Regions from separate parts of the Mus musculus genome. Here all the other regions are linked to region 1. Evidence: chromatin contacts called from public ChIA-PET, HiChIP or PLAC-seq and promoter capture Hi-C data. All regions are on one chromosome and are shown on one strand. Each heading gives the region's core, a stretch centred on a gene start, on an enhancer-like site or on the middle of the called end of the contact. The rest is flanking DNA. Distances are from core to core; before and after follow the strand shown. Region 1 holds the start of Rtn4 (reticulon 4). Region 2 overlaps Sptbn1 (spectrin beta, non-erythrocytic 1). Region 3 overlaps Ppp4r3b (protein phosphatase 4 regulatory subunit 3B). Region 4 overlaps Sptbn1 (spectrin beta, non-erythrocytic 1). Region 5 has its middle 31 kb from the start of Eml6.

What was found. Promoter capture Hi-C pulls out the DNA fragments that hold promoters and counts their contacts. ChIA-PET counts read pairs in DNA pulled down with a chosen protein or histone mark. HiChIP or PLAC-seq counts read pairs in DNA pulled down with a chosen protein or histone mark.
Region 2: a contact with region 1 is called in a promoter capture Hi-C map of pre-B cells. The contact joins the enhancer-like site here to the promoter of Rtn4 in region 1. A contact is called at or near these places in 4 of 39 promoter capture datasets (the C10 cell line, the HPC-7 cell line, HPC-7-derived erythroid cells and 1 more), 1 of 15 datasets of contacts at CTCF or cohesin (large pre-B cells), 8 of 484 Hi-C or Micro-C datasets (CD4 T cells, CD8 T cells, the HPC-7 cell line and 5 more), 12 of 115 datasets of contacts at active chromatin or transcription factors (the 230-238 cell line, DN3 thymocytes, the SCID.adh cell line and 8 more) and 1 of 9 other capture datasets (liver).
Region 3: a contact with region 1 is called in a promoter capture Hi-C map of 3T3-L1-derived adipocytes, with 4 times the contacts expected there. The contact joins the enhancer-like site here to the promoter of Rtn4 in region 1. A contact is called at or near these places in 9 of 39 promoter capture datasets (the 3T3-L1 cell line, 3T3-L1-derived adipocytes, the C10 cell line and 4 more), 1 of 15 datasets of contacts at CTCF or cohesin (pro-B cells), 5 of 115 datasets of contacts at active chromatin or transcription factors (the 230-238 cell line, astrocytes, bone marrow-derived macrophages and 1 more) and 1 of 9 other capture datasets (liver).
Region 4: a contact with region 1 is called in an RNA polymerase II ChIA-PET map of memory CD8 T cells, with 21 read pairs. The contact joins the enhancer-like site here to the promoter of Rtn4 in region 1. A contact is called at or near these places in 6 of 39 promoter capture datasets (3T3-L1-derived adipocytes, the C10 cell line, the HPC-7 cell line and 2 more), 1 of 484 Hi-C or Micro-C datasets (the HPC-7 cell line) and 1 of 115 datasets of contacts at active chromatin or transcription factors (memory CD8 T cells).
Region 5: an H3K27ac HiChIP or PLAC-seq map of large pre-B cells shows a contact between it and region 1, with 2.0 times the contacts expected there. The contact joins the enhancer-like site here to the promoter of Rtn4 in region 1. A contact is called at or near these places in 2 of 39 promoter capture datasets (the C10 cell line and hippocampal neurons), 1 of 15 datasets of contacts at CTCF or cohesin (pro-B cells) and 4 of 115 datasets of contacts at active chromatin or transcription factors (bone marrow-derived macrophages, craniofacial prominence and large pre-B cells).

What each region holds. Positions count from the first base shown.
Region 1 is chr11:29,689,339-29,695,177 of GRCm38.p6, forward strand. It overlaps Rtn4 (reticulon 4), which reads left to right and starts at 3,560. Exons shown (of 9, transcript NM_194054.3): 1 at 3,560-4,355. The coding sequence starts at 3,851. It also overlaps the pseudogene Gm12093.
Region 2 is chr11:30,192,139-30,197,977 of GRCm38.p6, forward strand. The region is part of intron 1 of Sptbn1 (spectrin beta, non-erythrocytic 1); the gene reads right to left. Among named protein-coding and RNA genes, the nearest start is that of Sptbn1, 25 kb to the right of the region's middle. Within about 2 kb of position 2,808, at least 10 of the 459 cell types and tissues checked have an H3K27ac peak or open chromatin away from gene starts, as enhancers often do. A contact at or near this core is called in the SCID.adh cell line and pre-B cells, where this site is marked.
Region 3 is chr11:29,216,776-29,222,614 of GRCm38.p6, forward strand. Ppp4r3b (protein phosphatase 4 regulatory subunit 3B) reads left to right here. Exons shown (of 16, transcript NM_134034.3): 16 at 1,681-4,022. The coding sequence ends at 1,776. Cfap36 (cilia and flagella associated protein 36) reads right to left here. Exons shown (of 10, transcript NM_025740.3): 9 at 5,659-5,808; 10 at 4,761-5,210. The coding sequence ends at 5,109. Among named protein-coding and RNA genes, the nearest start is that of Cfap36, 28 kb to the right of the region's middle. Within about 2 kb of position 2,491, at least 8 of the 459 cell types and tissues checked have an H3K27ac peak or open chromatin away from gene starts, as enhancers often do.
Region 4 is chr11:30,124,343-30,130,181 of GRCm38.p6, forward strand. It overlaps Sptbn1 (spectrin beta, non-erythrocytic 1), which reads right to left. Exons shown (of 35, transcript NM_175836.2): 17 at 5,228-5,318; 18 at 524-670. Among named protein-coding and RNA genes, the nearest start is that of Sptbn1, 93 kb to the right of the region's middle. Within about 2 kb of position 2,694, at least 13 of the 459 cell types and tissues checked have an H3K27ac peak or open chromatin away from gene starts, as enhancers often do. A contact at or near this core is called in memory CD8 T cells, where this site is marked.
Region 5 is chr11:30,053,855-30,059,693 of GRCm38.p6, forward strand. No RefSeq gene overlaps it. Among named protein-coding and RNA genes, the nearest start is that of Eml6, 31 kb to the left of the region's middle. Within about 2 kb of position 3,642, at least 6 of the 459 cell types and tissues checked have an H3K27ac peak or open chromatin away from gene starts, as enhancers often do.

The DNA of each region.
Region 1 (5,839 bases), core at 2,310-4,809:
AGGCTTCTGCTCAGATCTGCCCATAGAAACTTGACTTTAAGAAGCCTCAGCTTCTTAGGCTTCCCAGAATGCACATGGGGCAGGACATATCAATTAGGGTAGAGGTCTTCTTTCTCTTACCATGTACTGTGCAATGAGGGCCTGGCCTTCACTATCCAGTGTGGGAAGATCCTCTTTGGTGAACTCATTTGTGTTTCTGAAGCAATGGACATCCCTGTTCTGGATGGCAGACCGACCACTCAGGACTTCAGCAGCCACTGGAGCAGTGCAATCTTTACAGCTACTGCTGATATGGAAACAGGAGTCCCTGCTCGCAACAACAGCTAGGAATATTCACTGTTAGTATATCATTGGGCCCTCTGGTCTCCTGGAGACGGACAATATCAGCATCCAGTTTGTTCAAAATGTGTCTCAGGGCCATGGGTCAGTGGCTACTTTCCTGGAAACCCAACCCTTATATGAGCTTCATTGATGTTCCTGGTTATTACACATGACATTTAGCACAGGTGGATTGTCACAGGGAAGTTGACAAAGCTTCATACATCATAGCAGGACGTTTTTGGGTTTTTTGTTTGTTTGTTTGTTTTGTTTTTTTGAGACAGGGTTTCTCTGTGCAGTCCTGGCTGTCCTGGAACTCACTCTGTAGACCAGGCTGGTCTTGAACTCAGAAATCCACCTGCCTCTGCCTCCCAAGTGCAGGACTTCTTCTGTATTCTCCATTCATCTGTTGGTAGATATGTAAATAGCCATTTCCTGGCTATTTGGATAGTGGGATTCCTTTTCCTGACTTAAATTTTTATTTTAGGTCCAACACTAATTATAAACATGACTGAAGAAATTGATCTCATTTCTGTTTTTACTCTTAGTAGTGAATGAATGTACTTTGAACCAAGACATTTATTAACCAGGATTACAAAGCTACATTTCATAAAATTCTATATATACAGAACCTAAAACCAGGGAAGTGTTAGGGAAAATCATGCAGGAAGCTGTTACAACTTCCACTTAAGCCAAAAATTATGTTTCAGTGTTTTGTTTTGTTTTGTTCCAGTACAAAGAATGCATGTAACTCAGCAGTGCACTTGAAAAAAGACAAGTCCTTTTCAGTAGGTGAAAGAGCTATGGCAGAAAGCTCTTGAAACAGGTTTTATGTTGGAACCCATCTTTCATATTCCAATATATATGCATATATATATATATCCATCTCTGGCCCTTTAACTTTTTCAAAGGGCATACATGATAGAAGGCAAATGTAGCCTGTTCCACATATGAGTTTAGGTAGTGATTAAGTGTTTTGCAATAGTATTAATACCATAGCACTGGAACTGCCTATTCTTCTGAGTAGTGACCCTTCCTTTACCTGAAAATGTATAGACAAACTTTGCACCTGCTTTGTTTGGTGCTGGTATAGAGTACATACCTAATGCATTGTATAAACCAATAAAGCATAAAATGCAAACACAGAATGGATACTAGTTCAAGAAACTTTTGCTATGTAATGAATCACCTAAAAAGGCAGTGGTTTAAAACAACAGTGACACATTATTTTTCATGATTGTATATTGGCTCTAGGATGAAGTCGCATTTTTTGAGAGAATATCACTATGGCTGGGATAGTTAGGTGTCTCTTTCAATGTCTCTTTTCTTCCAGAATGAATAGGACCAGAATGTGTATGAATGCTATGCGGTGTATATGTGGGACACCACGCAGGTGCCTGGCTCCTGAGGAAGTCATAGAGGGCTTCATATTTGCTGGAACTGGAGTTATGGAGAGTTGGAAATCACCATGTAGGTCCTTAGACTCAAACTTGGGCTGTTTATTTACTGCAAGAGCAGTAAGTTCTCTTAACTAGCCATCTTTCTAGCCCCATTACATTTTAAAAGTTTTTTTTAAAAAAAGATGTGTGTGAGTGTGTATGCTGTGATTATGAGCTGCTTGGATGCTGGGAACAGAACTCAGGTCTTGTTAAAGCCATTTCTCCAGCAACCCTCACCAACATCCACCCCACCCAATTCTTTCTTAAAACTTAAACTAAATCTAGGGTGATATTACTTTGTTGGGACTACAAATTTGCTTAAAAACCAACAAAATCCATGGCAATCAAATATCTTAGTTATTAGAACATGCATTTAAAAGTTTCTACAAGCTGCTTCAAAAAGAATACAAGTGAACTTGATAATATAGTGTACTCATCCCACTATATCCAAAATACTATCAATGCCAACATAAAACCAATGTGAAACAGAAATTATAACATTTCTTATAAATTCTGGGAATGTAGTGTGTATTTTATTCACAGAACACACTTCATTTCAGTGCTCAGGAGCTAAAAGCAGCCAGTTGCTTCAGTACTAGACAGTGCACATGTAGACTGAACAATTGGAATGCAGGCAATCCTCTCTCCAGAGTAGGCATGCAGCCAGTATTTTTGAAAAGTGTATAAGAAAGATAAAGGGACTCTGCAAACCTTGAAGCAAAGTTTTCTATGTTCTACCGTTTTCTTTCTTTCTTTCTTTCTTTCTTTCTTTCTTTCTTTCTTTCTTTCTTTCTTTCTTTTGATTTTTTGAAACAGGGTTTCTCTGTGTAGCTTTGGCTGTCCTAGAATTCACTTTGTAGACCAGGCTGGTCTCGAACTCAGAAATCCACCTGCCTCTGCATCCCAAGTGCTGGGATTAAAGGCATGTGCCACCACACCTGGCTACCGTTTTCTTTAAAGTGTAGCTTTGGGGGGGTGGGGGTGGGGGGGACCGCACATCAGGAGACATGCCATTCCAGCATATCAAACCAGTGAGTGTAGGGCTTCCCGACTCCTAGGAAGCCTGAATCATCCGGGATGTTGACTCATCAGCCTGAGGTGAGTGAAAAATAGTGAACCAATTTTGCCTTCCAAGGCATCTATTTCAACGTTCCTTCCCCCTTCTCCCTTTCTGGTGACTCATTCTCCGTGCACTTTTAGAGTCCAGCAGAATGCAAGGCCGAAAGCATTCTAAACAGTGAGCCCAGAGCTCCGGGTAATCTAGCACAGCTGTTTTGCCTACCTCATTCCAGGCCTGCAGTCTAGAAAGGGAGGGAACTTGAAAGTGTCAAATAAATGTTTTGTTTTTCTTTCTCCTTTTGAGGTGGTGGTAGTTATGCGTTGGGACCATGTCTGAAAATAAGTCTTTTATCTAAAAAAATCCGTAAGACCTAATTCAGTCTTGTTAGTACCTTTCTCCACTTTTTTTTTTTTTTTTCCCTTTTCGGGGAGGAAACTTTCCACTCCTAGGTCCCCAGGATAACGCCCTTCCACAGGCTTCTTGGAAAACTCTCCAAATCCTGGGACCGCAGCCCGCCCCCTTTTGGTAGACTAAAATCCCGCTGTAGGCAAGGCCAAGTCCCCGCCCCATTCCCCAACTACACTAGGTGGGGGTGGATCCCAGCTCCAAACCCCGCCCTCCGAACGCCACCAAGGAAGTATGGCAGGCTCCGCCTGCACCCTATTTCTATTGGACAACCCCGTGATCCATCTTCTCTATCCCGCAGCCTATTGGCTCTCTGTCCCCCGCGCCAGCCAGCCCTCCCCTGCCGGGAAGGTGAGTCACGCCAAACTGGGCGGAGAGTCTGCCCTCCTCTCTCAGTTGCTCATCTGGGCGGCGGCGGCTGCTGCAACTGAGGACAGGGCGGGTGGCGCATCTCGAGCGCGGAGGCAGGAGGAGAAGTCTTATTGTTCCTGGAGCTGTCGCCTTTGCGGGTTCCTCGGCTTGGTTCGGCCAGCCCGGCCTCTGCCAGTCCTGCCCAACCCCCACAACCGCCCGCGGCTCTGAGGAGAAGTGGCCCGCGGCGGCAGTAGCTGCAGCATCATCGCCGACCATGGAAGACATAGACCAGTCGTCGCTGGTCTCCTCGTCCGCGGATAGCCCGCCCCGGCCCCCGCCCGCTTTCAAGTACCAGTTCGTGACGGAGCCCGAGGACGAGGAGGACGAGGAAGACGAGGAGGAGGAGGAGGACGACGAGGACCTGGAGGAATTGGAGGTGCTGGAGAGGAAGCCCGCAGCCGGGCTGTCCGCGGCTCCGGTGCCCCCCGCCGCCGCACCGCTGCTGGACTTCAGCAGCGACTCGGTGCCCCCCGCGCCCCGCGGGCCGCTGCCGGCCGCGCCCCCCACCGCCCCTGAGAGGCAGCCGTCCTGGGAACGCAGCCCCGCGGCGTCCGCGCCATCCCTGCCGCCCGCTGCCGCAGTCCTGCCCTCCAAGCTCCCGGAGGACGACGAGCCTCCAGCGCGGCCTCCGGCGCCAGCCGGCGCGAGCCCCCTAGCGGAGCCCGCCGCGCCCCCTTCCACGCCGGCCGCGCCCAAGCGCAGGGGCTCGGGCTCAGTGGGTGAGTGCTGCTGCGCGTTACGCCCCTCCCTCTTTTGTGTCTTGGCCCGGGGGAGGAGGGGACGGGCAGGGCTGCTCGGGACCCTAGGGCTTTGTCTACGAGTGGCAGGGTGATGGCGCCCCCGCTGGCGGGAGGCGGGCAGAAGGGTGGGGCGGCCTCGGAAGCCTGGGTGCCTTCATTGTTTGTCGGGGTTTCGGGGAGCACGTGCACCGCTGCCAAGTCGCTGGTTCCCATTCCAGCACGAAGTTCTCGCCTATCAGCAGCTAGGAGTGTGTTGAAGAACTAGGATGGTGGATTCCTTGGGCTGGGCTGGGCTGGGCTGGGCTGGGCTGGGCTGGGCTGGGCTTGGAGGTGGGAATGGGAAGGCTGTGGTGCCCTAATCCCTTTATTTAAAGGATGGGCGTTTGTCGACCACTCTACAGTTTTTTTATTTTTTAGGGCCTGCCTTCCTTCCTGCCGGGCGTCGGGGGATCCCCTTGCACTAATCCCCTGTTTCTTTCTCCCTTTATTGGTGGGGAACTGGCCGAGCTGCTAACGTCTATACAGTAACCCAACTGCGGTGAAGGGGGAGCGAGCGCCTCCAGTGGCGTGGTTCCAGGAGAAAAGGGAAGGAGAGACTTTTGGTGAAGTTCTGCCACCGCCCAGTTCATTTGTGTTTAATGTGGTGATTCCTACACCAGCCTGAGAAACGAGATCTGGGCATTTTGTTCCGATGGGGCATAGTTATCCAGGGCCTCAGTTGTGCTGTAAAAGAAATTGCCAAATTTAATGGCATCTCTTAGCCTTTAAATGCATCGAGATTGACTTGTAGAGAAAAGGCAAAATGGTTGACCTTAAAAAGGGGCAAACCTGTGGATTCCTGGTCAGGAATTAGTTGAACTTGTGGTAGATTTATCCTGAGACATAATGAAATGTTTTAGGGCAAATGTTCCTATATTAGTTAGAAGTTTTTATAAGTATATGATTTACATTGACAAAATGCATTGAATATTGTTTTATTGCCCTTTTTATTTTGGAAAGGGAAAAAAATCAAATTTTGTAAAGAACGAGAATGCATCTTAAGTAGTTTATTACTTTGGGACAAAGTGTCTTGCTAGCAAAAAGCCTTTTTTTTCTTTTTGTAAAGTAAGGTAAAAAATTAAATGGTATAACTGCCTGCTGGGAAATTTTCACAACATTCCAGATCTAGGAGGTTTTATTTTTTTAGAGAAATAATATCACCCCAGAGCTTGCAGTATCTTTTTTATTACAATTAACTCTCTTATAATGGGGATAATGAATCAATAGAAGTGATCCTGGGTAACAATTCATTATGGGCACACCAAAGGCACTATTCAAAAACAACTCCTACAGTAAAGAATTTAGATGAAGACTGCCTTGTCTTTTCATTTTTATTTTCCTTTCCTTTTTTTTGAGGGAAACTAAAGTAGAAAAAAATAAAGTATTAAAATTTTAAACTGGAAACAATGATTGGCCAAACTATA
Region 2 (5,839 bases), core at 1,558-4,057, 500 kb after region 1:
CAGAAAGCAGAAGCCTCCTCTCTTTGCTACATAACTGACATGTAGGAGGCCTCTTAGTAGTCTTCTTAAACATTTTGTTTAAGGACTGAAGAGGTCTGGTATTCCTTTGGCTGCCTAAACTGAAATCTGAGCAGCTCTCAGCACATACTAATTGCCCACACTCTGCCCATACATTGAAGTAGTTACTACAGGAGGGTTGTCAAATTTGGACTTAGAAAAGCCTGGATTTAGATCAGTCATATTGACTTTATAAAGACACATATGTCTTTATAAAAAGCAAGTGACTATCTGCCCCACAGAATTACTGGTACTGAGGAAATGCACATTTATTTGGAATTTACTAAATACTATCTTTCATGCTGAGTACTTTAAGAAAAATCTATTAAGCCAGATGACATACATTAAGGTTAAGTGCTATGAAAATAATTATAATTAGCACATCATTAAAAAAACAGGGTTGAGTCACAAAGTTATCAGGACTTAATCCTGAGATGAAACTGGGGAAAGGTTTGATTTGCTTTGATGATTTGCCCCATAAAGTTGTCTGAGGAACATAACAAAAACAAAACAATACAGCGCATTTCATAAAATCCCTCAAATGTCCTCATATATAATCCTACCCCTAACCTTCCTACGAAAAATGGAGGAAGAAGAGGAGGAGGAAGAGGCCATTTGCTGCTGGAGATAGCGTGCAGCTTTAGTAGAGGATTAGAGTTTGGGTCCCAGCACTCCCATGGCTCTTAATAACTAAGTTTTATTTCCGGGACTCTAACATCATCTCTCTAGCTTCCATAGGCATTCCATACACATGCAGGAAAAACACTCATATACTGAAGATAAAAATAATGTTGGTCTAGAAAGTTGGGTCAGAGGTCAAGAGCACTTGCTGCTCTTGTAGAGGACCCAGGTTTAGCTCCTACCTGAGCCCACATGGCTCACAACCATCTCCATGTACACAGTCCCAGGGGATCTGACACCCTCTTCTGAAGTCTGAGGACACAAGGCACAACATGCTATGCATACATACATGCAGGTAAAACATCCATACACAAAATAAATTTAAAAATTATGTCATCAAGTCTGTTCACATTGTAATGGGAAATACTGAACATTTGTCTTTAAGACCTTAAGTATAGACTTAGACATTTTCTTTCTCTAAGGCTATTGAAATGAGGTAAAGCATATATTTTAAGTCACACCACAAACCAAAAGTTTACTAAAAACTTAATAAATGTTTTTCTGTGACAGAGTGATAGTGGCCCTCGCCTTTAATCCCAGCACTCAGAAGATAGAGGCAGGCAGAACTCTTTGAGTTCTAGGCCAGGTTAGGCTAGAGAAAGTTCCAGAATAGCCAGGGATATGCAGAGAAACCTTGTCTTGAAAAGATAAAGATATAAGGGTTCTTTATGAATCATGGGTATAAAATCAGCACTCATCTTTCTCCAAGACCTAAGAAATTAAAATAGCCAAGGATGGTGGTGGGCACCTATAATCCCAACATTTTGAAAAGAACAAGGAATTTAAGGCCAGACTCAATTACATAGTGTGTTTGGATTATATGAGTCCCTGTCTCAAAAATGGTGGTTCAGTAGTAGAAAAGGGTGACAGGGAATTAAGAGCTGGTAAGATAGCTCAATGTATAAAGGAACTTACTGAGCAAGACTAGTGAACTTTTAGTTCAATGCTCAGGACCCATAGAAAGTTTGAAGGTGGTATCCAACTCCACAGAGCTGTCCTCTAACCTCCATACACGTCACATACATATACAGTATAAGTAAGTAAATTATTAATTTTTATAGTTAAGAGGCTGGAAAGACAGCCTAATGGTTACAGTGCTTGCTACTCTTTCAGAGGACTGGAGACCGCTCCCAGCTATCACACTGGGTGGGTGACAAAAATCTGTAACCTCTAGGACATATGATGCTTTCTTCCCACTTCCAAGGGAAAACACAAAACACACACACACACACACACACACACACACACACACACACACACACACACACGTAATTAGAAAGCACCTCAGCATGTAATGAGCAGGGAAATGAACTCCTGTGGCCCGAAATTCAGTATTCTAGGGCAAACTCATCCAGCCAGAAGCTGCAGAAAGCGCTTCTCCAGAATGGTGCTAACCATAGAGTAAGGTGCAAAGAAGATTTAAAAAAACAAAACAAACAAACAAAACCTGTTTTGATGCTTTCCCTCTGGATTCTGCCTCTGCTATCTCACTGCTACAGCCAATCAGTGCTCTGGGCTGAGAGGAAGGGAAGCGGAAGAAGGCAGGCTAGAGATGAGGGACTGACTACCTGTCTACAGGTTTGACTGCAGTGAAGGAGTTGGAAGAGGAAGACCACACAGTATAGGGCCATTTGCACAAGTCCTGAATGCCAAGCTCAAGAGCGTATACTTTTTCATATACAATAAGCATGCATAAGAGAACACAGTGGGAGACTAACAAGGCAGAGGATTCTCCCACAAGGACTAAGCAGGCAGATGTACAACTACAGGGAAGGTATTGTGAACTTCTGTAATCACAGTTTTCTAAGCAGGAAGCTGAAACCAGTTGTTTCAACTTTCTTCGCTTATCTTAAAGTAAAAAAAGCAACAACAGAAAATGAATCCAACTTTATAAGACAGGGGTTGACCTGAATAATTTAATTTGACAGGTGGAAAAATGAAAGAAAGCTATGTACTGGTGGCTAAAGTCAGAGTTCAGAGATTGAAGACCCTGACCTCTCTTATTATGAACTTAGGAGTGATTAAAACAAGCTAACCAAAACCAGTATCTCTCAGTTCCTTAAGCCAATGAGATTCCCCCACCCCCACCCCGCCACTTACTCACTGGCCCATAAATCTCTACACACTATGTTATCTAAACAGACCAGGTTTCTCTTAATATCAGGTTTTGCTCAGCTGCTAGAAAAGCAAACTCCAACCAACTGCATCCAGCAACAAATATAGTAACATACTTCCATGAAATGAAAGCCCTTCCCAGACATATATACCAAGTATATAAATTCATAAGGGGGGCATTAAAAAAAAATCAACAAAACATCCCATACACTAGGTGACAAGAGCTAAGAAAGATTATTCCCCAGGCCTTCGAGCATGTATAAAATTATACCAGTACATAGAATTTATGTTATCAAAAATAACATTTACAAGAACTACAAGGATCAGAACAGCACACCAAGGATCAGGAGCTGAGAAAGGTTTTTATATAAACTCTCAGCTGGGCGTTGTGGCACAGGCTTTTAATCCCAGCACTTGGGAGGCAGAGGCAGGTGGATTTCTGAGTTTAAGGCCAGCCTGGTCTACAGAGTGAGTTCCAGGACAGCCAGGACTACCCAGGGAAACCCTGTCTCGAAAAAACAAACAAACAAACAAACAAAACCCCCAAACTCTCATCCTGTTTAAACCCCAATCTGTTTTTCTTCTCACTAGGACACTGTTGGAAGTTAGTGACCCTAATGTGACCCATCCTATTTGAAAGTTAATTCACCCTTTCTCAGTTCTTCAACACAGGTGGTTTTCTGTTATAGAAACACCAACAGTAAACTTATGCAACTCAAAACCACAGTATTTAAAAAGTCATCTGGAGCTAGAGCAAGTGACCGAGCTTACTTCTAAAAATTTGGTATATTTACTACACAACTTAATCCCCACCATTTTTAAAAGATAGTTCCTTGAGGAAAAAGAACATGAACTAAAATAGAGGGCATTCGTGTGATTTTTAAAAACCATTTCCTTGTCCAAAGAGGACAGTTAAGACATTTCCTGTGTATAAGCTCCACCCCAAGCAGTGAGCAACTTACAACTACACTTAAACCTTTTAGAATAACCCTTTTGTTATGGGTGGGTCAAACAGTGCGTTCCACACACATCCTCTTTATACTTTCTCTTACACAGGGTTTCTCTGTGTAGCCCTGGCTATCCTGGAACTCACTCTGGAGACCAGGCTGGCCTCAAACTCAGAAGTCCGCCTGCCTCTGCTTCCCAAGGGCTGGGATTAAAGGCGTGTCCCATCACTGCCAGGCTCTTTTTATACTTTCTACTGTTTGATTGTTTTTACTGACACTACACAGCATGGACAGGCTTGAAACAGTTTTCTGACTGAATCCTGTAAGTGCTTCTTCTCCTTAGAGAGCCCAGGCCAAGGAGAAAGGGGGCATTCTGAGTTCTTTTGATTCTACAAGTGTAGGGCTCCTCAAAGACCTAGAATATATGTTTTCTATTTCACTACTTGCAAGCTCACTCACCTAAATTTTCAAGAAAGCAAATTCCACTTTCAATGACTCAGAGATGCAACTAAAGACTTAGTTGATCTCCCAGTGCTAATGACCCACCTCTTAGCCAGACGCTGAAAGAATGCAGCAACATCTAGCAAATGTTTAAAAATCACATCCTGTTCTGCCTCATTTTCCAAAACAAGTCAATGTTGTCAAAATACTTTACAAGAAAAGTAAATCAATGAATGAAAGAGATCACCACTTTCCAATGAAAACATACGAGGACCAAGATGTTTCCTTCCATACCTCCTCATTTAGGACGGAGTTAAAATAAGAGACACACAGTCTTTGGATATTCTTTACAGTACTAGAGCTACTCCTACCTATTACCAGATTCTACAGGCTTCTAAGTGCAAGCTCTATTTTCAGCTAGAGACCTTTATTTTTTAGTCACGTATAGGCTGAGTGGCTGACCAAGGCATGCTGACTGGTCAGAAACAGCCCAGGGATACAAGCAGAAACAGCACACAACTGTTCCAGGAACCTGCTCTCCAGAAAAACATGTGCAGCAAAATACTGGATACCTTAAATCTTTGAGCCTGGCATAGACTCTAGAAAATGTCTGTAAGTGATCCAACTAATCCTACCCATAGCCCTGGAATGACAATAAGTGGCTTTTATTATAAATTACATAGCCCACCAAATTAATGGGAAAGCTGTCCTCCAACACAATACATCAAGAGTTAAAATTAGGCTTAGGAACTAAAACTAATTTATCAAGGACTTAGGAAGAAAAAGACCACTTCCTCCTCCCCTTTGCTATTGTTCTATTGGACTGGGTCTGGAGCAGTGTATTTTACACCTCTACGTGCTCCCAGAGGTAAGGGGCTGGGAGTTAAAGAGGCGGGCTGAAATAAAAGCATACTAATGGATCTATTAACATTAATCTCCTAGCATCCCGAATGGTGTGTGTGTGTTTCTCTCTCTCTCTCTCTCTCTCTCTCTCTCTCTCTCTCTCTCTCTGTGTGTGTGTGTGTGTGTGTGTGTGTGTGTGTGTGTGTGTGTGTGTGTGTGTGTGTACAACATACAACAGAAAGTAGGATACCTGACAACTAGAGCCTAGAACCAAAAGGTAGGTACTGGCGAGACTACAAATGGTGGCTAATCTAGAGCCTGGAGTAGTGTGAGCAACTGCCTCCTTTAATGCCTTAATTAGGTGCTCACAGTCAACCTGGGGCGGTGTGGCTGCTATCTTCACTAGGGTCGTGTACCGTATGGCAGAAATAAAGCTTCAAAAAGCTCCAGGATCCTGTCGGAACACCCGCAAGCAGGCCTGGCCCTTGGCAGCGGACTTACCTTGGAGCTGTTTGAATCTTCCTTCCAGTTGGTTGTAGTTGTAAGGCACCTGCCCGGTGTAGGCCGGCGACAGCGGCCCTGAAATGCTGGATGTCCTCTGCAACTCCATTATGCCCAACCTTAGGCCCAGGCCAGTTGCACCGTAGGATTCCCGCTCCAGCCCCTTCCTACCCCCATCCAACTCCAAGCAGCTTCCGCGGCTCTGCTCCCGCCCAGGCGAAAGGGCTGGACCTCAAGCCAGTCGCATTCCGGTC
Region 3 (5,839 bases), core at 1,241-3,740, 470 kb before region 1:
GCACACTATGTTGTGACACTAGGAACACTGAATTGTACACTGCAGAGGGTAACTTAACTGTGTATTTAAAGTAATGACTTGATTTAGACAGAGCAGTTTATGCTTCATTCCTCCCCACTCACCTCTAGGACCCCACCTACTCCCACCAGCATCCTCCCTTGGCCTCACCATGGTGTTAATCTTATAGCATAACTAGTCTGTTATATCGGGGAAGTATATAGGCTTTGTGTTCTGAGGGAAGACGTGGGGTCATAGGGGAGCAGTAGCTGTTCAGTTTCAACTCTTACTCTTTGCTTTGCCTTAAATTCCAGCCTTTTTCTCTTTTGAAATTCATATCATTCATCATTTCATGATGACAGAGGAATGAGAATTTCCTGGCAATGGAGAGTCCCAATGGTTGTCTTGTTTTGCCAGCTTCTTTTCCTCTTTTCCTCTTTTTAAATACTATTTTGATGTATTTACTGTCTGTTATGTTCTGGATAAATCAGTCTCATTCACATTTCTTTATCCACTAGCATATATTCCATTCTTGCTCTCTTCCAGTTTTCATCTTTATTTTTCTTCTCATTTTCCTTATAGATCTGTATCTTTTCAATTTACTTTCATTTTTGATAATTTAAGGAGACAGTAAATGTATTATCAGACTTCAAACTGCTTCAGTCACTGCAGATTCTTCTATACAGAACATAACAGCTTTGAAAACTGAAATCAGACAATGGACTCAGTACGTCCTAACACTTAAGCCTATTTCTGATTTCAACTTAACATGTATGATTTAGCAAACAAGAATTAGGAATTTTCCAAATATATCCCTTCTTTAGTTCATACACTGGTAACTGCTTATAGATGCTCAGTCCATTTCTGACAGATTACAGTGTTTTGCTTATTCTTTCATTGTTATTCCAGGTATTTGTTTACATATGGAGCCACTCAGGTATAAAGGACAAGTTACTGAGATTGTATTTGTTTAGCTATTTGTGGTACAAAAGGTTTGAAGTAAACCTTTTTGTAGGGCACTCATAAGCTTCATAGAATTGGTTCAACATGAGTCAGTCCTGAGGATACCTACCTTTTTTTTAGAGTTCCAAAGCTTTCCTAGGATTTCAAAAGGGGAGTGTGTTACTCATAAAAGGCCAAACCCTGAATTACCTCATCCTTATATTTAAGTACTAGCTTTTACAAACCATTTCTTGTTTTTATTATCTATCTTCAGCCATTTAAATTATTCTTTAAACATAGAATGAAAAAAATAGTGTATACTTTATAATGAAATAAATTCATATAAAAACTAGAGATTTCTCAGTTGATGTGAGAGAAATGAAATAGTTCTTGTTAGACATTGTCCATCTTCCAGGTGGTGTAGGTCCTACTGTTTGAAGTTGAAGGGGGTGGGTGGAGTCTTTTTCCTAGTGACTTTTTGTTAAATTGAATTCTGAAGTTTCATTAAAAACCCAAGAAACAATAGAAGAGCTGAGGGTGAGACTGCCAGCAGAAGCACTCAGTAAATGGATTATAATTTAAGTAATTACATTCTAAAATTCAATATCCTGTCTTAATCTCAGATATGCTATTTAGAAAAATGGCTTCAAATATCTTAGTGATGATATTTGTACCATGCTGTTTTCATGATAATCTGTTTTTATTTTCCTTTATATAATAATGTTTTTCATTTTTCAATAGGGAAATTTGGTTGGCTTGGTAGACTATCCAGATGATGAAGAGGAAGATGAGGAAGAAGAATCATCCCCTAGGAAAAGACCTCGCCTGGGCTCCTAGAATCCTTGCTGGGGGATTCCCACCACATGGTCTTACTAACTGCTGCAGCTGCTCACGCACGGAGCTTGAGTCTGAATGGGAAAGCTTTCATATGGAACTTAACACACGGAGTAGCAGAGACTCTTGGTTGCCAGGTAGGAAAGTGTAGTTGTGTAAGAACCGGGCTTCCCAAAAACTTAATTCCTAGTAATTAAAGGGTTTGCCTTTTGGGCTGTCCAAAAAAGAAGAATGATAATTAGATCCTGGGTGAAAGCTTCCCAACAAGGAAAGGCTCATATTTGGGGTAAGAAGGGTTAATTGTTCCCAGAGTCCAACCTAGAGGAAATTGTGAGACTTCAGTACCCAATAACATTGCTTGTATAATGGTGCTGGCCACGTTGTTTTAATCAGTTGCCTTTTTTTAAAAGACATTTTTTATGTAAAGCAAATTGAACTGTCATCAGAAATGAAGTTACATTGTTGGGACCATTTCTTTAAAGATTTCACAGAAGTTAGCCTTTGGCATTTGACAGGACATACACCCTAGGTAACAAACAGCACATACCAATTTCTCTACACCAAGAACTTCTAATACATTGAAAAAAAGAAAAAAGAAAGCTGGGTTCCAAATGGATAGTATTCTTAAAGAACTAAAGTCAGCATTTTTAGAGGTAACAGCAGCCAAGAAATGCAGCAGCAATGTTCTGAAATGCTCCTCTTCCACCAACCTGGGAGTGGCTAGAACAGGGGGTTTCCACTATGGTCACTTTCTGCTTTCTCAGTAAAGTTAGGTCTGGGTGTTCTAAGAGCTGCTGGTAAATATATAAAGACCAACAAAGAATGGTGCTGAGTTAAGTGGCACTTAATATCTGCAGGTCATTCTAGCCTAGAGGCTACTTAAATATCACAGTCATATGCAGCCTAGGAAGCTCTTCCACAGACAAGAGGGTGATGTGAAAGCTGCTTTTTTAAGAGATTTAAAAAGCACATTCCATGTATGTAAATGAACTTAAAATAATTGAAGCAAGCTGTTAAGAGCTTTTATTTTTTAGAACAAGTTAACTGTAAATATTTTAATGTTAGTTTGCTCATCTATGATCTAAGATCATTGCTGAGATGAGAAAAATGACCCCAAACTACAATTTAATGCATTGAGAAAAAAAAAGATCTAAAAATAGTAATTCTAGCTCCAGTCTTTTAGATCAGCTCTATAATATGTTATGGGTCCATTTTTCCTGGAATAGCTTAAAAGCAGTTTCCTGTGTTGGAAATTTTGGAGTTAATTTTAATTTTGGCTATTGTTTGGAAAAGATGGGCTGTCCGTGTAGATACGAAGTATAGTTTTTCCATAAAACAGATGTTTATTTTGTATTAAAAATACCACTGTACTTGTTTTACACCATTTGTATACATGTGGTGATATTACTGCTAAACTGTAAAATTCAGGAATTAAAATGTGACCCTATAATTCCATGATTGAGGCTTCTGTTTGTTTTATTGTAAAATAAGTGAATAAGTGAACTATTTTTGAGATATGTCCAGTTTACATTGTCTTTTAAAGGCTGATAAAATCCATAAAGATATGTTATAAGCCACTAGGTCAGAAAGTCTTAAATGCAAGACTCAACCATTCTTTAAATATCACTTACAAGAGGTAAACCTTGAGCAAACCTAACAGCATAAAGCCATTCTCACCTCTAAACAAAGGTGCACATACATCATGCATTCATCTTGTATCACAAGTGAACTGGGATTCTTTCAGCCAATATCAGTAAGTTACTGTATGAGTAGGCATTCTTTCAAACAAGTTTTATGAAGCCTCTACCATCTTAGTGCTTAGAATCTAAGCAGCCCTGATCTATAAACTGTTCTGTTAACTCTTTTGTTATGTTAACTAAAGTACTGTACCATATAAAGACTTCCTTTAATTTTCCTTTCTGAGGAACTTCAAACTTTTAAGACATTATTATGGGAAGTGTTTCTTACAATGGAAATATGAATGTTTTCTTAAAGTCCAAGGGCAACAGTTGTGTAATGCATATGCTCACCCACATGATGAAAGGATCCTTGGAAGGCACAACTAGGAAGATTCCACAGTAGCTGCTGTCCTGAATGACGACCCTCATGCAGGCTGGGGTGCTTACAGCATTATCTCCACTCAGCTAGTTCAAGTCAGAGCACACATTTGTATGCCTTAGGTCCTAAAAATATCTGTAAACATGTACCTAATAAAAAACTATTTTTAATAAAAAGTTATGTGAAACAGATTCACGTGTTTTAATCACTAGTTTTTCTGCAGGTGGAAGGTTTTACATTTTACATTCAAACAGATTAGATGAAATTTTAGTAAAATCCCAGTTGAGGCCAGCAAGATCACTAAGTGGGTAAAGGAGCTTGCTGCTAAGCCTGATTTGATGTTTAGAAAGACCAGCACTCTATGGTAGGTAGCATTTTCCTCAACAGGTTCAGTCAGGGAATCCTTAACAACTTTTGCAGAAAAGGTAATTATTTCCTACATTTCTCACATTTATTTTCCAAATGTCCTGCTTCAAATATAAAACTCTCTTACCATATCCAAGATACCACCTTTGGATTGTCTCATACCTGATAAATCCAAAACTACTAACACAGCTGTCTGCCTTGTAACCACACCTTTAAAAAATGAAAGTTTTTACATTTCCTATCAGGTTCTACATTACCCAAACCCACTATCACTTTTCCTATGCTAACCGTCCTCCTAGTCACACATGTTTAGTTCGGCATGTGCTTCCTAAGCTACTGCACACCTCTCTTCTCCATGCAACCACTTGCCATGTTACCACTGCACTTTTACTCTCTAACACTGCTCTCTGGGCCATCGGTAGCCCCATGAAAGCAGGGACCCTGTCAGAATCATTGACTACTATACCCTTGGTATGTATCATGCTTAACACAAACAATGTCTACGTGACATGAATGCATGCACTATCAACTAATTTCTTTGAAGAGAAAACATCCAAAATTTTGTTTTATTTTTAAATTTATTTATTGTGGTTATTTGAGACAGACTCATCATGTAAACTAGGCTGGCCTCCAATTTGCTCTGACACTGGAGAGGACCAGGAGTTCTCCTGATCCTTCTACTTCATTCAGCATCCTGGGTGCTAGGATTATAGGCATGCACCATCATACCTGGATTTCTGCAGACGTTTTTTAAATTGCCTTCCCTCTTGCCTTTACCTGTTTAAAATAATAGTCAGTTCACAGTTGCATTTAGAAAAGCAAGTATTTGCTTGAAACTAACAGTCTTTGTTTAAGGATTAAATAATTTATTTTTAAGAAAATTTGGGCTTCTGTTTTGCTAATTTTTCATATTACTTATTAATAACTTCTTCTTTAAGTTTCTCTGCAAGCAATCGCCTCTTTAGTAATGTTTGTTTCTCCTCTGCTGTCATTTCTGGCTTCTCTGTCATTTCCTTGAAGACAAAAAAATTGCTAAAATTAGCTTCAAATTTCTAAAATTCTCGACATATTTCAAAACAACAAAGATTAAGGGCATTTTCAGTAAAACTAAGTCAACAACCAAGTTACTTCAAGTTTCTTGAATCTTTTCCTGGAGAAGCATTGAGAAGGTGATGGATGGGGTATGGATAGACCATTGCAAACATTTCAGATGGCTGAAGTAAGACACACATACTGACCCTAAGGAACTCAGCAAGAGAAGTCAATAAAAATGTATAATGAAATGATTTTTTCTACCTCACAAAATTCTCATCTAAACTTCCCTGAGAGAAGACTTAGTTGTTGACTGGCTCATGGTTAATTTGAGTACATCAACCAAACAAAATTCATTGGAGGCTTTCTTGCACAAACAAAAACCTCTTCCCATGGCCTTCATACTTGATATACCAAAACTAGCCGTACCTCTGCCTCCCTGGTAGGCTTTCCTTTTTGCTCAGTATTCTGGATCTGCTTTGTCCTCGTATCCTTTCTCATGGACAGCAGCTTATCTCTCTTCTGCTTGAGATAATGCTCTCGTTGACGTAACTCTTCTGTTCCAAGTGCTGACAAATTCTGGTTCAGATAAGAGAAGGGATTGTCTATA
Region 4 (5,839 bases), core at 1,444-3,943, 430 kb after region 1:
TAGGAGAATGATAGTGAAGGGACAGGAACGTGAGAAACACACACTGCACAGAATTTCCCTATGTGAATACACACTGCAAGGATTAACATAGTTAGTGCCTGGTGTATAGTAGTCACACCACCCCTAATAGACTTAAAGCATATTGCATTTTAAAATTTATGTAATTGTATCTGATAAAGCCGCCCATAAAGCAACACAGGTTTATGGCCAGTGGCAATGAGGAAGGAAGGGACATGGTCCACCAGTAGCAACTGATCTGATCATCTGGTAGCCACTGAAAGATAAACTAAGCCACTTGTTTGGGTCTCTGCTTCTCTGCCCGCTGTGGGACAGACATCAGGTTAGAAACTAAGTGGAAGCAGGGGATTGTTACTGACTGTGATGACATAGGGCTCTACCCTCAAATAAAAGGAATTCATTTTCTCTCCTCCCTCTTCCCTAAGTTTTTATGTCTTCCTCCTTACCAAGGCCACAATTTGGAAAGGAGGGTGAGGGAAAGGTCTCACCAAATAGTTTAACCCACCTTCTCAATTTTGTCAAGCCATTCTTTGTTGGATGCAAGTTCCGCCATAAATGCTTGATGCTTTAACCATTTACTGTGCAGATTTCTGGCTTCATCATAAGACATGTCTTGAGCTGTAAGCATCTTTTCATTGATCCAGAGGGACAGCTAGGGTAGAACAGCAAGAAGTGTTTAGAAGCTGTCATCATAGATTTAAACCTTTTACTCCGACCCAGAAAGGATTACACCCGTGTCGACATTTTCCATGTCAACAGACCGGCAAATATTTTACTTTGCACCTCTGACCCATTTTGTAGCTAAGTGTGATATAAATGGTGGACCTAACATTGAACCCAGAAGTATAAAAACTCCAAAGCAGCTTTTAAACTCAACTGCACTCTTGGCCAGCTTTCCCTAAAAAGCTTGTGTTTGTAGTTTTGCTCTTACTAGTTCAAAACACAAGCTGTTTCCTCCCCCAGATACCTGTGACAGCTATAGCAAGCTAACCATTGACTATCATTTAATTCATCTGGCAAGTATGTATTTTAAAACAATCTGCACAGCAGTGGTGACGCATGCTTCTAGTATCAGTGCTTGGAATGCAAAGGCAAGTGGATCTCTGTGAGTTTGAGGCCACTGTGGGCTACAGAGTGAGTTCCAGAACAGCCAGGGCTATACAGAGAAATCCTATCTCAAAAAACCAAGAACCAAACAACACACAAACCTGCTCATTTATCTACTGGGTGATGTGTGGGAATGTCAAAGAACATAAACAACTTGCTCACCGTGGAACTAATGCAATGACAACAGCCATTCTTTTTTTTCTGTCAACTCTAAATCACCTTTACCTGTTTTTCTGTAGCCTCTAACTCTCGAAGGAACCTTCCACTCAAACTAAGAACACTTCACAGAACTGGACTCCGAGACCAACCATATATACTAGAAAGCCACACAAAGCTTGCCAGCTGCTGACAGACTAAAATAAATTATAAGAGGCTTGGAATGGGAGTTGGCCAAACCAAGCTCTGACCTCTTTCAGGCTTTTATCCCAAGTCAGACCCTGCTTGGTCCTGCTTGCCTATAAGTGCCCAGGCCAGAGATATACAATGGAGTCCTTCAGGGACCATCTACCGCCACTTGGGTGGGTGAAAGTGAGATTACTTTTAAAGCAGTCACTACTCCCTGTGAGTCTGCACCTGAATATCTCCATGGTTTCATGTCTCAAAGTCTACAATGGCACAGGAGACCAAAGACGCCTTTACGGTATCCGTGTTTCTGAAGCCTTTCATTAATACCCTGGTACTGCTGGGAAAGGCTTCTCCATATATTTGCTTCAACAGCAGTGGGTCTGTTCTTTATAAAATGTCAAGGAGGGCAAAGCGGGTCACAAGAGAACTGCTGACTTTGAGAATGGACAAAAACTCTAAGTACTAGCTCCATCTTTCATGAAGGAGAACTGTCGGGAGCAAAGGTCAAAGCAAATCTTTTGTAATGGAAGACCACTGATTGGTCAAACAACAGTAAAGATAGCACGTTTTCAACTAAAAAAGAATTTAACTATTTCCCAGCAATCTAAATGGCTACAATGTGACATACGAAGGACGTTTGTCCAATCTAAAAAAAAAAAAGAGAGAGATGAAGAAAACCAAATGATAAAAATCCCTCTGTGTAGCACAGAGAGAGGTCTCCTACAATAGAGGATATTTGTTGACCGAAAGTGCCAGGGACATACACATATTTTCACTATTCATAACACACAAGTAGGATTTTGTTTTTAAAAGGAGAAAGCACTACATAAAAATTACACTTATAAACCAATGTGCTCTTTGTTGAACATATCATCCTACAGATATCATGCAGACCAGCACAATGCTGTAGAGCTATGGAACTAGCTAGTATTCTGGTCCTCTGTCACCATTCTGGAACTAGAGCTAAGTGATTATTTCAGGCATTCACAAAGGTCATGTCAGAATATACTCATTCTCTGCAAAAAAACCCAAAAAAACCAAAAATCACTGTGCAGATGGAAAAAAGAAAAAGAAAAAGAAAGAGAAAGAGAAAAAGAAAAAGAAAAAAAAAAAAGCTTTAATCACTGAGCAAGGCTCAGTACAAAACTCAGTCCTGTGCCAAACAAGTCTGTACTGACTTCCTGGGGAAAGAGAACAAAAACCACCAACCAACCAAACCAATTCACCTTCAAAAGTCAGAAGTACACTCTAAGAGAATAAACCAGCCAGCCACAACTTTCAGATCATCTATACTCCACCAAAACCACGCTGTGAAAATTAAGATGTTCCCTACATAGGTATTTGAGGTGAGCAAGTGGGTCCCTGTTTTAACTGTATCAAGTACAATGGCTGCCCTCAGTCCTTATGGGGGCAATAAAGGCAGATCTTAAAATTCTTGCTTCCATTAGCCAAGGCACCCAGGAGAAAAGGAGTATGTATGTGTGTGTGTGTGTGTATGTGGGGGGGGGGGGGGTATTGAGGAGGCAACAAACCTGTGGATTCTCTAGACCTTGAACACAAACAGCTAGTAACAGTAACTTCTGCCTACTAGGTAAATAACTACCATCATAAAACATAGTCAAATGTAAGGCTGGTCTATATGACCTCCACTCCCAAAATACTCTGGCCTACTATATTTAAACGAGGCAGAATGATGGGTGTTTGCAGTGCAGGAATGGGACACTTCTTTTGGTCAATATACTTGTATGTCTATAAAGTGTCTGGAAACCAGCAAACCTAAGTTTTGTCACATGCTGACTATAAGCTGTGTGGGACATCAAACATTCTCAGCAGTCACTGTGGCTGTGCAAACTTTAAGGAATCCCACAGAGCAACAGCAAAACAAGAGACGTAGGATGAGGGGGACTTGGCACAGTATTCATGTAGAAAGCTACATATCTTTCCTCAGACTTAGCCTGGGCTTTAACATGGTTCTGTCAATCAATTTCATTATATTAACTTGTCCTTTAAAAGTGGAAGCAAGACTAGGGCAGTGGCTAATATCTGTAACTTAATTTTCATAACAGAAGTAGGTTCCAGGCTGGTTTAAACTACAGTATGACACTGTCTCACATACATACACACATACATACATACATACCCCAAAAAAGCAGGTATAACATAATCCATTAATTCTCTGGCTGAAGGAACACAGTCTCAGGTGATGTCTGTTTCATGGCAAACATCAGGGTGATACAAGGAAAGCCAGTGTGTGGCGGGTGCTTCTCTCCTGCACACACTGGCTCCCTGCAAAGCACACTTGCTGTGTGTGTCTTGAGTGAGTATCCTCTCTAATTGGCTATCTGTGTCCCCCTGACACTCAGAAGAAGCTTTTTGTCTAACATGGTGCGTAGGGCTGCCAGAGCATATTATAAGGTTCACGGTCTCTTTACTAGGCACGAATGCCTTTTGTTGCAAAAGATCTAACATGTCTGTTGTACTTCTTTGAACATATAGCTGGATGTCCATATACAAGGTGTTTGTAATGGGTTAAGACTATATTCTGTCCTGGTCCCTGGCCCTCGGGTCCCTACACTTTCTTGTGGATGTTCCTTATCCCATTTTGGGGTCTAAGGGAATTTATTCTATAAACTAGAGAGGAACGAATTCCACTGTAGTTCTCTGGCAGATGGAGAAATATGATGTGTTTATGAATTTACATATATGGAGTTTGCTACATGTTTCTTCCTAGCTGGCTTTCAGAAGAGACTACATTTTCTTGGTTAACTTTAGTTTTCAAAGTTTCTTTCTGGATTTATTGGGGGTTGAGGGAATCATGAGATTAATAGTGCATGTTAAAAGATGGTCTTTGAGATGCAGAGTACTGCTTGGCATAAACTTTCTTTTTAAGGTCTTAATGAAAAAGAAATCTGGAATATAGCTTAAAATTTTCTGTTTTTCTAAAAAGATTTATCTACTTTTTTTCTCTTTTTCCTTCTCACTTCAGCCCCACTTGCTCTGGCTCTCACTTGCTCTGGCTTCTCACTTCAGCCCCACTTGCTCTGGCTCTCACTTGCTCTGGCCTCATTCTACATGGTTGTGAGCCACCATGTGGTTGAACTCAGGACCTCTGGAAGAGCAGTCAGTGCTCTTAACTGCTGAGCCGTCTCACTAGCCTAACATTTATCTACTTTTATTATATGTTTATAGGTGTTTTCTCTACATATACAGCCGTGTAACATGTGTTCGCAGTGCATGCAGAAGTCAACGAAGGGGTCAGATTCCCTGGAACTGGAATTTCAGGAAATTGTCAGTCTAACTGAACCCGAATCCTTTGGAAGAGCAAGCCAGTGTTCTTAACCACCAAGCATCTCTCTAGCCCCTATATCTCTGGTTTTTAACATATAGAGAGAGTTTCAGTATTTAGTAAGTTGTTTCCGTCCATGGTGTTTAAATGTACCGTTTTTCCAAAGAGTTAAAACATGGCAGCTGTTTTCGAGAAGTATGCTCTGAATTTTAACTTAAAAAGAAATGGCCACATGCAGCTAATTTAAATATAGCCCTACTCTACAATGTATCCTAAAATGTAGATGAATGGATAATCTAAACTGCTGGTGATATGTATGGCTCCTCCAGGAGACTGACAGGAACACGGCGCCCTAACCCATAACCACAGACCCCTAATGGATTTCTGGCTTCCCTGGTTTCACGGTTCAATTGCCTTTCTCCAGTGCTGGCTGCTGTGGGACGCCGCAGAGGAAGCTGAAGGGGAACTTACCTCTTGACAATCTTGCAGGAACTTCTGTAGATCACGGTTGTCCTTTAACCTCATCAGAAGTTCACTGGCTGCTTCTCGATTCTTCCTGTGTCTGTCAAAAGAATTAAATAATTTAAAAATAATTAGGTGTAGAATTTACAGGCTGATTTCTTCCCTGGGTTTCTGTGTGTGCTGGGAAGTGTTCGCTTACAGCTCATAAGTATTTGATATAGGCAAGATGGAGAACTTTTAGCATCCTGCAAATGGGTAAAGCCACAGGAGGTGCACAGGAGACCCAGGTAATGACAGTCACTGCATACATTTAAATGCATCTCATTCTAGAAGAGAAGATCTGAGTGTGCACAAGGCCCTGCTACTGACAATGTGAAAGAATTCAAAACTTACTTCTCTAGAAACTCATACAAGGTTAAAAAATACACATAATACATAACTCTTGGGCCAGAGAAGTGGCCTATTGGTTAATAGTACTAAAATAAATAGAGAATAAAAATAAATCATGCAGTTATCTTTTTTTTTTTTAAAGACCAGGCTGGCCTTGAACTCACAAAGGCCTGTCTCTGTCTTCTGAGTGCTAGAATTAAAAGTATGCATTACCTCACCCAGCTTGACTAT
Region 5 (5,839 bases), core at 2,392-4,891, 360 kb after region 1:
TAGATGCTTTGACCAGCATTTTCAGGTGTTTGGCTCCCAGTTGGGACAGCCGATGTATTTTTTTTTCAACAAATCTTTTCCCTTCTTTTTGTGGTAATATTACTTTACCATTACTGGCCGCTCATTGGCCCTGTGAATTTTCTGCAGTAAACCCTAAATTGTCCATTAGTTTCATATCTTCAAGGGTATACTCAAAACTCTGGCTGCACAGTTCCAGTTCTGGCAGAGCAACTTTCTGGAGAGATTCTATCTGTCAAGTCCTGAAGGGGAGTATCTTAGGGCCAAGTGCGGCCTGTTTAGCCTTGACATCAGCCATGTTATTCCCCCTTGTCACAGCATCATGTCCTTTTTGATGTCCAGGACAATGCATAATGGCCACTTTGGCTGGCAGATGAATAGCCTCAATGAGGCTCAGAATCTCCTCTTTATATTTTTATGCCCTTGCCCACTGACATCAGCAACCCTCTTTGTCTGTAGATGGCACCGTGGATATGGGCTGTAGCAAAAGCATACCTGCTATCAGTGTAGATGTTGATGGGACACCCCTCAGCCATCCGAAGGGTCTGGGTCAGGGTAATTAATTCAGCTTTTGGCGCTGATGTACCTTCTGGCAGGCTGCTAGGCCACACGATTTGCTTACCATCTACCACCACCACCCCTGCCATTCTCTTACCTTCTACTAGGAAGCTGCTTCCTTCTGTGTACCAGTTTGGGATGCCTGGTCATGGCTGGTCATGTAGATCACTTTGGATCCTGGTTTCTTCCTCAAAGATGTCCACACAGCAGTGAACAGGCAAGGAATCATCCATTTCAGGCAGGATGGTAGCAGGGTTGAGGAGAGCAGGAGGAGCAAACACAACCTGTTCAGTCAGCAACAGACTCTGGTAGTAGGTCATTCGGGCATTTGTCATCCATCGGTCTGGGGGCTGGCGAATAATGCTTTCAAGAGAGTGGGGGACTACCACAGTTATTTTCTATCCCAAAGTTAACTTGTCCGCATCCTTAACAAGTAAGGCTACTGCAGCAACAGCCTTTAAACATGTGGGCCATCCGCTGACCACTGGGTCCAGCTTCTTAGACAAATATGTCACGGGCCTCTTCCACAACCCTAAAGCCTGAGTAAGAACTCCTCTGGCCACCCCTGCCCTCTCATCAACATAGAGGATGAAGGGTTTGGTTAGATCTGGCAATGCCAAGGCTGGCACAGTCAACAGGGCCTCCTTAATATTTTCAAAGGCTCTCTGATGTTCTGATGTCCATCTGAATTCTCCACTTTCCTTGGTCAGGGGGTTCAAGGGGGCAGCCAGTGTTGCAAACCCAGGTATCCAAAGTCTGCAGATCCCAGCGGTGCCCAAGAATTCTCTCACCTGGCTTGGAGTAGCCAGTGCTGGTATTTGAGTCACAGTCCTTTTTCTAGCCTCTGTCAGCCACTGTTTCCCATCCTGGAGGGTATATCCCAGGTAGAGTACTTCCATCTAACATAGCTGAGCCTTTTTAGTGGAGGCTCGGTAACCCAACTCACCCAGTTCTGCTAGCAATCTCTCCGTCCCCTGTCGGCACTTTCTCTCCGAGGTTGCAGCAAGGAGCAAATCATCAACATATTGAAGCAGAGTTATCTGGGAGTTTTCAGCTCGGAAGGAGGCTAAATCTCGATGTAGAGCCTCATCAAAAAGTCTGGGGGAGTTCTTGAACCCCTGGGTTAACCGCGTCCAGGTCAATTGTCCCGTTTGTTCAGTGTCGGGATCTCTCCACTCAAAGGCGAATATGGGCTGACTGGAGGGATGTAACTTCAAGCAAAAGAAAGCATCTTTTAAATCAAGTACTGTGTACCACTTTCACTCCAGGGAGAGTGAGCTGAGGAGGTTATAGGGATTAGGAACAGTTGGGTGAATATCTTAGACCCTCTTTTTGACCTCTTTCAGGTCTTGGACTGGTCGATAGTCACTCGTGCCAGGTTTCTTTACCGGCAGTAGAGGAGTATTCCAGGGCAACTGGCAAGATACCAAAATACCTAGTTGTAATAGTCTTTGAATATGTGGCTTGATTCCATCTCTTGCCTCACAGCTCATTGGGTATTGTCGCACCCCTATAGGGGTTACATCCGTCTTCAGTCCTACAACCACAGGGGGAACTCTGACAGCCATTCCCATGCTTCCAGTCTCTGCCCATACTCTAGGGAAAGCAGTCAACCAATCTTTTAGGTCTGGCACCTCCGTTTGCTTTATGCCTTCATGCAATCGGTATTCTTCCTCAAGCTGCAGGGCTAAGACTATGTAGGTGGGGGATTCCCAACCTACTCTCGGCCCTTTTTGGGTAAATCTGATCTGGGCCTTTAGTTTAGTCAAAAGGTCTCTTTTTAGAAGCGGTGTGGGACACTCGGGGATGACCAAAAAAGAATGACTCACTTGCCCTTTCCCCAGATCTACGGTGCGCGCAGTGGTCCAGGGGTATTATTTCTGACCAGTGACTCCAATTACTATGGTTCTTTTATTTTTTATTTTTCCCAATGAATGTTTCAACACAGAATGTTCTGCCCTAGTATCAACTAAAAAGTCCATAGGGGTCCCCTCCACAATCAGGGTTACCCTAGGCTCGGGGAGGGGGCCCAAGCCCCATCTCCCCTAATCATCATCTTCTAGAGCCTTCCCTTCTTCTTTGGGCATTCCCATGCCCAATGTCCTTTTTCCTTGCAATAGGCATTTTGGTCCTTCTCTAAAGTCCTCTAGACGGGTCTTCTTCCTTCAGGTCTAGGTTTCCTGTTGCCCAGGTACCCTGTATGTCTATTCTCATGCCTGTTCCTTCCTTCATGCTCCCCTACTACTGCAGCCAATATCATGCTTAAGTTCCTCTCCTGTCTTCTATCCCTTTTATTCTCCCTCTCTTCTTTGAGCTTTTTCCTCTCTTTGTTCTTTTCCTCCATCTCTCTCTTTCAATACACTTTTTCTGCTTCCTTGACTAAATATTGTAAAGCCATGGCATGTAATCCTTCTAGCCTCTGTAACTTTCTCTTAATATCTGATGCTGATTGCCCTATAAAAGCCATAGCCACCACAGCTGTTGACCCTCAGAGGTTGGGTCAAAAGGAGTATAGCATCTATAAGCTTCCATCAATCTTTCCAGAAAAACAGATAGGGGCTTGGTAGGGCCCTGCATCACCTCTCTTACCTTAGCCAAATTGGTGGGGCGTCTTGCTGCTCCCTTTAGACCTGTGACCAGAACCCATTGGTAAACTGCCAACCTCTCCCTACCTTGAGCTGTGTTGTAGTTCCAATCTGGCCGGTCCAGAGGGAACCCAGCATTAATCTCATTAGGTAGGTTGGTTGGGACTCCATTCACTCCAGGAACATTTTTCCAAGTCTCCAGGAGAATGCACTCTTTTTCTTCAATGGTAAAGAGAACCTGGAGGAGCTGCTGACAATCATCCCATGTGGGTTGATGAGAAAACATAAGAGACCCCACCAGCCCTGTCAGGCTAGCCGGATTCTCAGAAAAGGAGGCATGGTTAGCTTTCCAATTGTACAGCACAGCCGATGAAAATGGCCAATGTTGTAGGGTCTGCAGAGATTGCAGGTGAGTCGCCCACAGCTCGCAAAGGAAAAGCAGAAGTGGAGTAAGGAGCTCCACCTGCTGGGGGACTCTGGGCTCATCAGATTTAGGTCCCAGCCGCTAGTCCTCTGGCTGCATCGCCAGTGGTTCCAGGGCCGAGTGCAGGGATCTGCAGAGGAGCGGGGCCCAGTGGGGGTAGAAGATAGGGTGGAGGGGGAAGAGATTCTGGCCACTCAGGAGGCCCCTCAATATCAGGATAGATCTTGTGGGGAGCTGTGGGTTGAAGAGGAGGCTTCATTTTGGGAGGAACCTTTGGTTTTGCTTTTGTTTCATGAAGAGTCAGAGCTCAGGAGCCTGACCTACGCTGGGGAATCCATGGTTTGATCCATGATGGTGGATTCTGGACGAGGTCCTGCCAGACAGTAATGTAAGACTATTGATCCGGGTGGGACCCAGGTCTGAAAAACAATGGCTTTAACTTCAAAGATAAGAGTCAAATCAAAAGTCCCTTCCGGTGGCCATCCTACATCAAATGCCAGCCACTCAGAGGTGCAAAAAGTCTACCAAGGTCTTTTCTTAATTTTTACTGAAAGATTATGGGCCCTTTACCTAACTTCAGTCCAGTGGTCTAAAGTCAAACTTAGGGGGGTCGTTACAGTCTGTCCCATCATCCAAACCACGGGAAACATGAAACAGACAGAAAACACACACACACACACACACACACACACACACACTCTGACAAATGCCTGTCTTCTAATGGACAGACAAAACCAACTTAGAAATGCAAAAGGTCAGGGAAGTGCGTAAATCCCCCAATCTAGGAAGACTACCGACTGTTCACTCCCAGCCCCAGACAAACTCCTGGAGTCCTTCCCCCTCGCTCCAGGGTGTCCCCCAGAGCAACAGCCCGTGACTCCAGTGTGTCTGCTGTTCACACTCCATGTCTCACCTCGAAGCATAGGTCTCTGTTTCCCATGAAACATCACAGCTGCAAATTTCAGCAACGAACCTCGCCGGCTCACAGAAATATTTTTAGACAAGAAATCTCACCTCCAAGTGGGTCTTCAGAGACTTGGGTGGTCGCACCAATCCTGGACGAGCCCCCAATGAAAGACCCCTGAAGGGAGACCCTCACTCAAGTCTCAGGATAATAGCAGACCCCCTAGAAACTCACGAGAGACCAAGTTTGGGGCAAACCACACGAGGCTTTATTCGGGGAAAGCCAGAGCTCTGGGGATGACTTGTATCCCATGCATGGGTACAGGAATTGACCCCGAGGGGAAAGAGGTTCCAGTTTTTATAGGCCCTCAGGGGGTCAAGGAGAAGGAGGGAGTAGAAGATTTCCATATCTAAACAATGTCTATTCTAAAGTGATTTCTCAAGAAATGGGTATGGGAAGGGTATAAGGAAAGAGTCTGGTGCAGGTGCAGCAACTCTGGATTGGCCCCGGCTGTGGTTGCTGGGGAGATTTTCCGACTCTTCCCCAGCAACCAATATCACAAACACAGTGGGCTTCATCAGTGGGCAAACACATGGGTTCAAGGAACGGTCAGAACATTGGCAGACACATGGGTTCAAGGAGCAGCCAGAGCATTGTGCACCTCTATTTTTCTAAATTAGTGAAGCTAGTTCTGCTAACAGTGAAATCTATTTTGCCAATTTCAGGGCTTCTGTGACCTTTTACATTCTGTCAGGATCTTTCAAATACAGGAAAACTGGTCAAAGTGCCTGGGAAGAGAGATTACCTTTTAGATAGCCCAAGACATCATTTAGCTACCCTATTTCAAAAGAGGACCAATTATGTTGGGATAATATTTGTGTGCACTGTATAAAAATTGTCTTTGTCTTATTCACATGCTGATTTCTGTGCTGGCAGAGAGATAAGGGAGGAATGGACTTTAATATTGTTACTCATATGACTACATGATTGTAATGGCAATTCCTGGTTGTCAACTTGACTATATATGGAATGAACTACAATCCAGAATTGGAGGGCTCACCTATGATCCAGATCTTAAGGCTGGAAGACACAAGTTTCTGACCTGGATCTTGGCATGGAGATCTCGATGCATAGTGGCCATGAAAAGCTTAGGCGCAGGCAAGGTAGTACATGCCATTAATCCCAGGAGAATAAGACAAGGAGATCTCTGAGTTGAAGGTCAGCCTGGGGCAAAGCAAGTCCCAGATCCAGCATGGTGGTACACACCTTTATCTGTGGCATACCTTCTGCTGGAGACCTACACAAGGACATTGTGTCTCCTTCACCTGCTTGTATTTACTCACCAGCACA